Linked DNA regions of Urocitellus parryii: region 1 is linked to region 2. A link is a contact called in public Hi-C data. All regions are on one chromosome and are shown on one strand. Each heading gives the region's core, a stretch centred on a gene start, on an enhancer-like site or on the middle of the called end of the contact. The rest is flanking DNA. Distances are from core to core; before and after follow the strand shown. Region 1 holds the start of Dnajb14 (DnaJ heat shock protein family (Hsp40) member B14). Region 2 holds the start of Trmt10a (tRNA methyltransferase 10A).

Region 1 (6,744 bases), core at 2,440-4,939, 330 kb after region 2:
AAGGAGGAAATGACAGTAACCGAATCATTATTATGCCCAGTAGATACTTAACATTTCCTCTAGAATATAAACTTCAAGAAAACAAGAACTTTTGTCTTATTATGCACTGAATCCCTAGTTCCTAGAATACTGCCCAGCACAGAAAAATATATATTCAAAAATAATCTCCATTTTATAGATGAAGGAAGTAAGTTCAAGAAGATTAAATGACCTACCCAAAATCACACTACTTAATAATTAAGATTCAAACCCAAACTCAGTATTCTTCTTTCAACTCTAATGTGCAAAATAGTTTTGACTACTAGATGAAATTTGGAAATAATTTTGCAACACTTAATTTCATCATACAGAAATAACTTTAGAATAGATAATCTGTACTAATAAATTTTAATTAAGTCAAATAGAAATAAAATGCAATTATTATAAAAAGAATAGGTTGGAAATATTTCAGATGTATGCTTAAAGTGCTTTGCTTATTACTATGAGACAAAAAGGGAGAGAAATTTTCATTTTTATTAGATAAAATTTTAAAATAATATAGCAAAAAATAAAGGAGGAAAAATTTACATGTTATCTCTCACATGAGTGGAGGAAGGGATTACTTTAATTGCTACAGTGCAGACAGATGCTGTGAATTATAGATAATCCATTCGTTAAACTTACCTATTCATTAAAGTAGATGCAGAATGGTCTTTTATGAAGCTATAGGCCACCATTTGATTCAATAAACAATAATAATGTTTTCCTTTTAAAAAAATAATCTATAATTTGTCCCCCTATGAAAGACTCAAATACTAAACTAGCAATGTAAAACATTAAAACAGTGAAACTATAAACCTCTACCAAAGTCTAAAACATATCAACAATTCAATAAACATACAATCTAAGAAACCAAAATGTAACTTACTTTCCGCCTACTAAGATTATTTTTCCAGAAATTTATTTATCCTGTGTGGTAGCTATACATGTATATTAACACTCCCAAACCTAAACTCAATTCATTGTATAAAAATATTTAAAAGTTGTACAATTCAAGAAGTTCACTGCAACAAGTACACTGTACAATAATACTGTCAAATAAAAACATTGAAAGCAACAATGTCCTAGATCCCTTTGGAGATCAAGTTTTTCCTCAAGGAAAACTCTTACCAATTTTTTGAAGAGTTTTATTAATCAGACTTCTTACCTGACAAGAAAAAAATTTTAAAAGGATAAAAATCCTGCAATTTATTAGTATTCAGTTGCAAGTTTTTCCATTTACTGAACTATAAGAATAACAGAAACCATACTAAATACTTTCTTTTGCCTTAGTACAGGTACATCCAGAAGAACTGAACTTTTTTTTTTTTGGGGGGGGAGGGGTAGTGGGGATTGAACATTGAGCCACATCCCCAGCCCTATTTTGTATATTTTTATTTAGAGACAGGGTCTCACTGAGTTGCTTAGTGCCTTGCCATTGCTGAGGCTGGCTTTGAACTCATGATTCTCCTGTCTCAGCCTTCTGATTTTTTTTTAATATTTATTTTCTAAAAAGTTTTAGGAGGACATAATACCTTTATTTTTATTTGGTGCTGAGGATTGAACCCAGTACCTCACATGTTTTAGGCGAACCCTCTACTCCTGAACCACAATTCCAGCCCCAACGATTCAATTTTCTGAAATACAAGAGTTTTATGGTAGTCTAAAGTAGGTAATATCAGGGATAACATTTTAAAATCTCAAAACCAACAGCTCTAGTTTTCTTCTACACTAATTTTTTTTATCAGGGTCTTCCACAAATGTTCTAGATCGTTCTCTGTCCTGAATTCTTAAATTATTCCAAAAAATATCTTCTGAGAGTATTTGACATAAAATACTTTTCTAAGTACTTGTACATAACTTTATTCCAGCTCACATCAACCCCGTCATGACATTTCATATATAATGAAAGCTAAGAACCTTGTCTCTGGTTACAAGATGTTAGAGACACAGTCTGCATCTCTACTAGGGTTTTCAACTACCCCAACATCATACCCTATCAACTTTACTAGATAACTACAAAATGCCCTTATAGTACATTCATATCACTGACTTTCACACTTATATATCTTAATTTTCCCAATGGTTATGGTCTTTAAAAGCAACAACTGTTTTGTTGTTATAAGATGAAAAAGTTCAGAATATCCTTTACACCACGCGCATATATTTGATGCTACTAACTCGTACACCAAAAATGGGTAAGATGGTAAATTTTGTGTTTTTAAAATTTAAAAAAAGCTCCTTTCTTTTTCTTCACCTCCTGTATTCTGATAAGAGTTCAATTATAATGTTAATGCAAAGGATAGACAGAAAAGCAAAGAGCACAAGTGTTTCAACAATGTAGAAAGTACCAATAAAACAGGTAGTCCCACATTCTTCTTATCAGTAATTTTGTTCTTAACCTGGAAATATTTTGAACCTCAACCAAAATATTATCCAGTGAGTAAGGCAATAAAGGATAGTGGTTAAAGGCCTTTTGGAATCCCAAAGCTCAGCTACTATTCTGACTTTGCTACTAAGTGTTGTGTGACCTTGGTAAGATACTTTCATTCATTCACTCAGTCGTTTGTTTACCAAAAATATTTTCATGTGGGTAATAAACCTGGGAAAATAACTCCAGTACTTAGGTATAGGACTGTTCTAAGGAGTAAATAATTCACATAAACATGCCAGGCACAATTATTGGCACTCTGTAACTTCGTGTGTGTGTGTGTGTGTTAACTTTGAAGTCTACAGAGTAGGACAATGAATAGGGTAATTTCAACTAAAATAAGTCTAGTACACTGTTACTTAAAGATTAATCTATTTTGTCGAAATTATGGTATTATCAAGTCAGATGCTATTTAGCAAATCATTGCTGTCTCTTGATCAATCTTTCAAAGTGTATACTCCTCTCTTTTAAAGAATCCGTCTCTCCCAGGGAAAAGCAATGTCATCTCAGGTATTCGAAGATGTTTGCTATGGAGACAGCTTTCTACAAAGCCCAGAAGATGGTGAAATCTGAGATTAGCCATCAGAGTTCCTTGATCCTCTCACTTCATTAGGGAACTAGGCCTTATTTGGGAGAGAGGGGACCACATAATCAAACACCCATATAAAACTGCCCTACGGTAAGACTGGACCAGTCTCCTCCTGGGGGAATGAGGACTGGGCATTTTCGAAAACGGTTCGGGGAGCCTACAACTCTTGCGGTCAGCAGAGCGGCGGCGACCCGCAGGCAGGCTGGTGCAGAGGGAGTCCTATTTCCAGGCGGGCCCGGGCCTGGCGACCGCCGGACCGCAGGCCTGCTCTTCCCCAGGACCCCACGGCGGCTGGCAGGCCCGGGCCCCGACAGCCCCCTCAGGCGCGGTGGGGTGGGGGCGAGCTGCGCGACGGCCAGGCCCCAAGGCAGGAAAGAAGGGGCACTGAGGTCTCACCGCGGGCCGAGGGCAGAGGGTAGAGCTTCTCGGCCTTCTGAAGGAAGCGCTGGGCCTTCTCGCGGTTGCCGGCATTCAGGGCCTCCCGGGCGATCTCAACACATTTCTCTGCCTCATCCCGGTTCCCCTCCATGGCTTGCGCCTGGTTCCCTTTCCTCGGGAAGAACAGCTACGACGGGGAAGCCGCCGCCGCCGCCGAGGAGGCGAGGCCAGCCCGGGTGGGGGCGTGCGGCGGCGAGCGGGGAGGAGCACAGGGGACCGTAGCGGCGGCGGCCCGGGCGCACGGGCGGGCCTCGCAGCTCCGCCTCCTCACAGCGGCCTCCCCGCCCCCCGCTACGGCGCGAGCCGCATCTTCTCCAGCCCCGGACCGATCTCCTGGGCCTGGGCCTGGGCGTCCCAGCCCACGTGGCGGCCGATAGAAAGAACCGACTGGTTCAGAGCCAAGGAGCCCACCACAGCCCGCGGGCGACAGCAGCCCCGCGCGAAGAGGGGTGGGGACGGGGCCACCGGCAACGAGAGCGCCGTGCCCCTTGACCTCCGGGCGCGGCCGGCGTAAATAGGAGCCCGCCCTGCGTGCGGCCGGGACGGCGGGGTAGGGGAGGAGACTCAAAAAATTCCCAGGGAGCGAGGCCCCGCCTCTGGGCCCCTCGTCCCTGGGAGGATTCGGTCAGGTGAGGATCACCGTGTCAGTCCCACACTTGGCACTTCCGGCACGTCAGAGCTTCGTTGGACCCTAACCCTGGGGCTTGCTTTACTGCCTCATTCCAGACTGTATCTGTAGTTCTCCAAAAGATACAAATTTAATCTGGAATTTGCAATTATTCTGGTGAAAGCAGATCCAAGCAGCGGTAATCCTAGGCCAAGATAAAAAGGACCAGCTCTTTCACCTATTAATACTTCCTTTTCCATTTTTATAACATTACCTCTAGGAAGTACCATGCCCTGTTGATCTCAGTGATGGGAAAAGGACCACTTAGAATGTTTGGCAATGTCCATATTTAAAGTTAAAATTTTTTTTTTTTCAGAACTTGTATCAAAACGTTAAAGATCCACTGCAACCCAACCATAATTTTTACATGTTGAGTGGGTCGAGCTATTGTTAGCAGCATCAACTACTATCCTTACTACTTACAAAGGAATCCTCATTATCTATAAAAAAATAAAAACGAGTATATTCCCAAAGTTATTACTGATTAACTTTCAGACTTCAAAACAGTGCCTGGCACCCAGAAAGCAGTAATTCTACCTATCCTAAACTGAAAAGTTCTTAATGTGGAAGTAGCTATGCAGATAACTTCCCCACCTACCCAAGTCCATCAGTTAACAGTGCAATGATGTAGTGCTGTCACATACTGACAAGCACAGGCAAGGCAAACAGTGCAAGAAAGAGCAATTATCCCTCTCCAGTTCCTGCCAAACTTCTAAAATCTTTTAAGAGCTCATTATATAATATTAAAAAAAAAATAATAATACAGTTGGTTACCTGACTTTGGTGATCTAGAGAGTGTTTAATTCCTAAAGGAAAAAAATGTGCTTGATTATTGCTGGATGAGATGTTCCAAAGAATCATTTCTATTACAATCAAACAATTTTAGAACAACTAGTTTGGGATATGACCTTTATTGAACTTATCCACCAGAGTGGAAATAATGTCTGTACAAAACCAAATGTTTGTTACTATAACTTCTGCATCACAATTAAAATCCAAACAGTTTTTTAAAAACAGTCAACTCAATCAAAACCCACTACTTCAGAATCAATAGCTTCTTTGAAGCCACAGTAACACTTAAATATGGTTAAGACTCGAATGCAGAAATTTGGTTGGTTGGAAAGCTAATTAAACTTCCAACTTGCTCAAATAGAATTACAAAAAGGCAAAATTGTGTTTTTTTTCACAGAGATACAGTCCACTGGAATCACCAACACTGGACAGCTGTTAAGAGTATTAGAGTCCTGAGATAATAAGGAATCCAGGCATCCTTTAAACAGTCTTCTGTTGTCCTTTCTTCCCAATCAGAGATTTGTGGATATGAGGGATGACACCTAGGAGAGTGACATGGATTAATTCTTCTTTCAGTATATTTTTTAAATGATAGTATTTGAAACCAAGGCAGTTGACTGCTCAATTGGTAGTCTTTAAAAACTTAAAAGTTCAAATATTGAGTTATACAAAAAAACTCAAACCATACTGCATCAATAAAAATATACTTAACATCCTCTTCCAGACTACAATCCAGTATTAAAACTAAAAATTCTCTCCTTCTCTAAGTTTACTTAAAAATTTGAATTACATACCACCACCAGCAATTGTAGCCTTGATGAGAGAGTCCAATTCTTCATCTCCACGAATAGCAAGTTGCAAGTGACGAGGGGTGATACGCTTTACCTTTAAGTCTTTTGATGCATTTCCTGCCAATTCAAGTACCTAGAAGGCAGAATCTAATCAATCTTCCAACTTTCCTCAGCCAAGATCCATAAAGCAGTCAAAATTTTAACGAGTGGAAATCTACCAAATTTTCGAAGCCTCCCCCAAATAGCCTGAATGGCAAGATATGCAAAAGCTAAGGGCACGCAATTATATTTCCAAGAGCAGCAAACTCAAGCTCAGTAGGATCCTTATTTAGCACCAGCTCCCTCTAGCGTTCCCTTTGGTTTCTCGCCGCGCTTAGGGCCTGGGAGTTTTCTTGCATCACTTTCCTCCTTCCCTCACGCTGCTTTCCCCCGCCCCCTAAACCTTTTCCAGATTACAGGCGTACACCCATTTACCTCTGCGGTGAGGTACTCCAGGATGGCTGCGCTATACACAGCAGCAGTCGCGCCCACACGTCCATGGCTGGTTGTCCTAGATTTCAGGTGTCGATGAATACGGCCCACAGGGAACTTAATTTTAAGCACACAAACAAATGCATAAAGATAATGAGTCAAATACGGGCAAATTACACGCGCGCCAAAGCAAGGGGCACGGACACTGGTGCAGCAACGCGTCCTGGCACCTACACACGTGATCGATGCCCCCCCATATTTATCGTATCCGAAAGCTTAAGTCGCGACACCCCATCACCCACGCAAAGATGAAACGCCCATCCAGAGCAATGATAAACAAGAAAGGAGGTGTAAAGAAAAAGCCATGGCAGTCACACTGCACAAACAACTACTGACCTGCAAGCCGGCTCTCTGCGAGCGGGAAACCGCCTTTGTCTTGGCCTTTCCGGAGTCCTTCCCAGCCTTACCACCAGCCTGCAGCGCGCAGACGCCCGCGAGCGGAGGAGGAACGGAGAATATAGAATTACCAGGGCGGTGCGCCCCTCCC
Region 2 (6,357 bases), core at 2,534-5,033:
TTCCAAAATTACTTATTGATAAGGGAAAATGGTTATAATATTTTAAATAAGAAAACAAAACAAAAACCAATATATCCATCACATCCAGTCATTTTTAAAAGCATGCACATACACGTTTAATTCTTACTCATGGTTTTCTATAATGAAAATACATTTTTATAAAGGAAAAAATATTATTTTTAAAAAGAGATGGAAAAACATCATCCTGTAATTTTCAATGCTGCAGAATGAGGGAAATAGAATGGTATTTCTTTATCTGGTTGTATACTCACACTAAGTTTTAGACAGAAGTTGTTATAAGATTTATAAATTTTGGACAGTACAGACAACATTGCCCCCTTCACTATATTTCATTGTAAATATGTAAATCCTCCACTTTAGTCTTGACTAAAAAACAAAACATGAAAGTTGACTCTGTAATCAGTATGGCTTTGTGGAATGCTTTAGGATGATGCCAAATACATCTTTACCTATTAACTATACCTATTAAGTAAAATTGAACTTGCCTTCAGATTAAGGAAAGGCTAGAATACTGATATTTCTTTTCTATTTAATAGATTAGTAACACTGAAGCTTAAAACCGTAATTATTATTTATCCATACCAATGAATGAGCATGATACTACTAAATTTCTATTGAATTAAGGTAAATGTATCATTAAGGAAATGATTCTTCCTTCTTACAAAGCTTGCTAATAAGTCTATGGAGAAGCTACTAACTAAAAGAAAAAAATCCCACAATTTAGATAATTAAAGGATAAAATATTTGCAGAGCATAATTTAGGCAGTAGTTTTATTATGTGGTTCTTGCTTTCTTTAAAAAGTGCAACACTGGATAGGTATGGAGGCATATGCCTATAATCTTAGTAGCTCAGGAGGCTGAGTCAGGAGAAGTTTAAGTTCAAAGCCAGCCTCAGAAACTTAGTGAGGCCCTAAACAACTGAGCAAGACCCTGTCTCTAAATGAAATATTAAAAAGCACTGGTGATGTGGCTCAGTGATCAGTGATTGAGCACCCCTGGGTTCAATCCCTGGTACCAAAAAAAAAAAAAAATGTGCAACATTGTAATATGTCAGTAACATAGTGGCTGGTACTTAGTTGATGCTTATTATATAATGGTGGAGTAAATAAATGAGTGAATATAGTATGATGAAAGATTTTTAAAAAGCAATGAAAATAGTAATAGTAAGGTATTGTTATCTAATTCATTCCTTAAAACAACTCTATGAGGTTGATTGTATTATTTATCCTTACTTTAAAAAGAATGCACAGTGAGGCTCAATAACTTGCCCAGAATTACGAAGCTACTATAATTCCTAAGAAACAAGGTACTGCAAGCAAATCTAGCACAAAATATATACTCACAATACTTGGTTGAATAATTAGACAAATGAAGGGCTAGAGTTTGGATTCAAACCCAACCTAACTCTACTGTAACCTCCCAGTAATGCAAAACCTTATTTACAAATGAGGGGTTCCAAAGAACATAAAAGAACTGTGCTGTGTCAATTCTGATAATAGAAGACTCTTGAGATCTGTGTCATATATGATGAAAAAAATCTCTAGTTTCATTTCCATGCCACTATTTTTTTTAATAGTTAAATAATGTTAGTATTCAATTTAGAAACTGGTGGCAGGAGAAACTCAGTAAACCTAAAAAGATTAGAAAGAAGAAAACTTTAAATATACATAAAGATAGAGGGTGATTTCCCAAGACAACTTTTATTTTACCTTCTTTTCATATGCACTGAATTACATAAAATTCAGCAGTGCATATTACCCAAAGCAAGAGTGGAAAAACATGGTCTGTTAAACTAAACATGCAAACTTAAAAGCACAATTAAAATAACAGGAAATAAATTGCTCTCTTCGTAAAATAATAATATTCCAAAAGAGCACATTTCTATAGTACTTTCCATTTATTGGCTAATTCTCTACTTTGTTCAAAAACTCAAGGGTTGATGAGCTCTATAATGTGGGAATGTTAAAAGCAACCTAACGCAGTGTTTTACAACCATGTACACCAGAGGGAGCTTTTGCCTTTCCTATTTAATAAGTCTTGTTAAATTCAACATGACCTATCACAGCATAGTCATGTTTTTAAACAGCCTATCAAAAACAAGAAAAGGTCATGAAGTAGTTAGTCATCATAATCATTCACTTTCTTTAGTTATTCTCCGTTAAGAAAATGCACTATAGTAGGTGAATTTTCTGAACCTCAAACATAGATACACTGAGACATAAGTGGAATGCAAAAAAAGAAAAAATACTAGCTTGATAAAAATTATTGTGTAGACTTTACAAAGATAAACCAACTTTGACCATCACTTCATTACATACTAGCTTGTTCAGATTACCTGTTGTGAAAAAATAGCACAATTACTAGTTTCCTAATTGTTTTAGTTTGGGTCATAATTTGTAAATTTTCTATGGCAGAATTTTGTGTTCTTCTGTGACATGCAGTTATATTCACAGTACATTTTCAGTCGTTAAACCAAGTCCAACAAATATTTAAGAACGGTATTTTAATTATAGAAATATTTGTGTGAAATTTGTTTTAGCGTAAAATAATGTGGGTAATTCACAGATCCAGGTTATCGGGTGGGCTTAAAAGAGAAAGAACTAGATAAAAGCGACTAAGGTACTTGGTGGAATAGGTAAAAAGGCATCTCAATATTTACATTTCCTCACCCCGTTAAAGCAGGGAGAATACACCTCATAAATCAATTAAAGCCAAAAGGAAAATCTTAAAAATTTCCGTGTTATCAAACAACTAAAAAGTCTTCGTAATTTACAATACAGCTCCCTTCAAGAAAGATCTAATATTGGAATAATTGCACAACGGAATTAAGGACCTGACCGTGACAGTAAAAGACCTTTCTTTAAACATGTTAATCAAATCGGTGGTAGCAAAAGCCTTTTGTTTCTATGTCAAGTCCCTAGGGCCAAAGATCTCCCTCAGAAGAAATGTTTTTAATAGGTGAGAAGGTAACCTGCCGCTATCCTCTCCACATTTCTCTGGAGAAATTCCCAAATTTTAAACTCTTAACGTGCTTCAGTGAAATCAAGCCAACTTAATAGTCCCCAGCTCACCACCATGGGGCTTAGCAGCATCAACAACTTCCCCTCGAGCTCCCTGCATCTCAGAGGGCTCAGCAACGTCAGCTCTAGAGGGAAGGGACGGGTAAAGAGGTACTAAGCATCTCGCCCCTGGTCTCTAGCCACAGGTGGCACTGCCACAACTCGTTTTTCGGCCCTTCGGAGTCTATATTCTCTCTCCCGTCATCTTTTGTAAGACCACACTCTTTGCATCCTAGGAACCGAGGGCCCATCCTTAAATAACTTGAAAGGAAAGCGCCCCACTGCAGGCCAGCAGAGCCCAGTCCACCCTCCCTATCTACACCGTTCGCCGCGCTAGCAGCAGAGAGGCGGGACTAAAATGTAGCTGGCGAATCAGAGAGCTGCGGAGGCCTCGGGGGCGCGCCCTAGCCAACGTAATTTCCTTCAGGAACAGGATGGCTATGGCCACTCGCACAGGCCCGTTCCGTCATACCCCGGAAGCCCTTGTTGCCACTCGAGGGTGGCATGGCATGCTTCCCTTTTGTATCCGAACGTTACCTAAGGGGAAGCGAGCGCGAACCGCAGTGCCAGGAGATTTACCAAACTGAGTTGATGTGGGGAACGTAGTAGTTCGTTCAGAAAGCCTCTCTTGTGTGCTCTCAGTACCGCGGGCGAGTCCTCCTTGGAAACTTCAACTCCCAGAGGCAGAGGCGAGAGTTACCCGGTGGTGGCTACGGCGATTACGTCATACGTCATTGAACTGCGCTAACTTCCGCCTCAGCTGGCCGGGGGGAGGAGGGGTTTATTCGGGCGGGGTTTGGAGTTAGGATTTGGGGAGTGGGAGGTAGTTACGGTGACGTCAGTTTTTCCCCTTAAAGAAGTAAAGGTGTACCTACGGGCATTTATTCATTCATATTCTTGTTTGTGTTCGGCGGCGTAGAGTGCTTAAGATAGTCCCATTCTTAAAAATTAAAAATGCGGTACGGATGAAAGATTCTTAGTTTTGTGTTGAAGAGTAGAGGAAAGCATCTCTTGCCTAAGTTATGTCTGTTTTATACAGAAAAAGGTTAACACGGTGGCATGATTTTACATGACTCAAGTGGAAAATAAGAGTTCAAGAAATTAGTCAAATTCATAATAAAAATGCATTTAAATTTGGAATTTCTAAGCCTTTTTTTATGGCTTAAGGAAAAAAAAGCCAGACGCTTTACTCTCCATTCATTCTTTGACCTATTTTTCCTGTGCTATTTTGCAAAACATCAGGTGATGTTTCATTGTTTGTACTACTTGACCTTATATAATCTTTTTGCTATATATAGACCAAGTCAACTAAGGGAGAAGCAAAACTCAATCCTGTGGATTGTCGTTTTCTATTTTTTTTTTATTTGACCCTACTTCTAATAGGTGATTACTGTAAAATTTGAAGATTAAAAATGAGGTTTGAATCTTGGAATATAAATTGGCCTTCTTAATATAGAAGGAACTCTGAAGTATTTTTCCCTTGATGTTTGAAGACATTTGAACGTGTTTAAGGCTTGAGTGAATAGAAAGTTAAATTCAGAATTTTAGGTTCTCTAAAATAATTTCAGTGTCTCTGAATTTAGTCACAAAACTGAAGTCACTCTTGCTTTAAATTCTCAAATTTATTTGAAAAACTGTGTGAGCTGTAATACAATTGTGAGTCCCTCTCAGTTTCTTCCTCATCTGAAATCTAAAAGATCTCTGTAACTGAACATTGGCAATGAAATCTGGATTCATTTTCTGATCTGTTAGTAGGGCATCTTTTTTCAGCTGCCTCCATATCGGGGCAAAGAGTAGCTGAGGGAGGATTAGTAATTGGATATGTAGCCCTTCACATGTAGGTCATTAAATTCAGGCTGGCACAGTGATGTGCCAGATCTTTCAACAGCTGTTCAGTTGCCTCTCTGGGATCTGTTTTATAAATAATTACACATTTTTTTAAAGGTAATACCTGGCATCCTTAGATAATTAAAACAAAGTTTTGTAAGTCATTAAAAAGTCCTCATGTTTTAATAATGGAGTAAATTAATTTTTACTTGACCATTTAATTTGTAGTCTTATGGTCCAAATTTAAAGGCCCTAGAATAATCCAAAGTAAGTACCAAAAAAGTATGAGCAAAAAAGAAAACAAAATTGAATTTAACCAAAGATTGTATCATAAAAAGTTTAAGGTGGAATCGTTGGACATGAAACAATTCTCATTGATTTGTAAAATTCATGTTTATTTGATGTATTTGTCTAGTTCCATGCTTTTTTCTTAGTTCTGGTGGTAAATAGCTAAATCATTATGTCCTTAAGTAATTCCTAGTCTAGTAGAAGAGCCAGAAGTAAATAAACAACGTAAAATATGCAATGTATTAGAGATATCTGTAGAGGGAAAAGAGCAACTAAATGTTTATTGAGACAAAGAACATAGTTTCAAAGATTGAATGATTTTGCTCCATCTTGTAAAGTAAGTAGGAGTTTTCCAGACATCAGGAAGGGAAAGGAATTTAATATACAGACACCAGTAAAAGAAAGACTTAAGTGGGTCACAGTTTTACACATGACTAAAAGCTGTGCATAGAGGGAAGAAGAAAGAAGAAAAATAACCCTAAGGATTTTTCTAATTTGGACAGCTGTAGAAATGTAATTCCGTTAACTGTGTCATTAAGGGAACACTGGAAGAAAATTAGGTTTTAGAAAAAATAGGCTGGTTTTGAATATGTGAATTCTGGTGAGTCTGTAGGACATCTAAATAGAAACATTTAAAAATCAACAGCACATGTTTATAGTTTAAGCCAATATAAGAAGTTGTCCATGATTTACCAAGTCTATCAGGACTGGAAGGTAAGAAATGAAAGGTGTCACAAGCCTGAGAGTGCACTGCCTCTTTAATCAGGATACAAGTTCCATTTTGTAATGTAGGCATTATGACACTGGGCTTCAGGTTTTTTAAGATCAGTCAGATATCTGCATTTGTACGTGAAACTTGGTTGTAAGCTTTGGCAACTATTTTGTATGTTTTTAAAATACTGATCAACTATTATAGAAAATGATCAGGAGTTTTCTAAAGAAATTAAAAGTAGAACTTCCACACAATCCAGAAATCCCTTTTCTGTATGGATATCCAGAGGAAATGAAATCACTGCCTCATGCAGGTATCTATACTTCCATGTTTATTGCAGCATTATGCACAATAGCCAAGATATGGAAACAACTTAAGTGTCAATTGATGAATGGATAAAGAAACTGCTAAAGATATACAATGGAGTATTTATTCAGCCCTAAAAAATTA

What was found. Hi-C and Micro-C count contacts between places; a contact is called where the count stands out from the background.
Region 1: a contact with region 2 is called in a Hi-C map of muscle, with 5 times the contacts expected there. The contact joins the promoter of Dnajb14 here to the promoter of Trmt10a in region 2. A contact is called at or near these places in 2 of 2 Hi-C or Micro-C datasets (liver and muscle).

Annotation. Positions count from the first base shown.
Region 1 is chr10:46,960,423-46,967,166 of mUroPar1.hap1, forward strand. It overlaps Dnajb14 (DnaJ heat shock protein family (Hsp40) member B14), which reads right to left and starts at 3,690. Exons shown (of 8, transcript XM_026398128.2): 1 at 3,435-3,690. The coding sequence starts at 3,567. It overlaps H2az1 (H2A.Z variant histone 1), which reads right to left. Exons shown (of 5, transcript XM_026398112.2): 2 at 6,594-6,671; 3 at 6,201-6,314; 4 at 5,730-5,859; 5 at 5,036-5,477. The coding sequence ends at 5,416.
Region 2 is chr10:46,626,027-46,632,383 of mUroPar1.hap1, forward strand. It overlaps Trmt10a (tRNA methyltransferase 10A), which reads right to left and starts at 3,784. Exons shown (of 8, transcript XM_077803345.1): 1 at 3,660-3,784.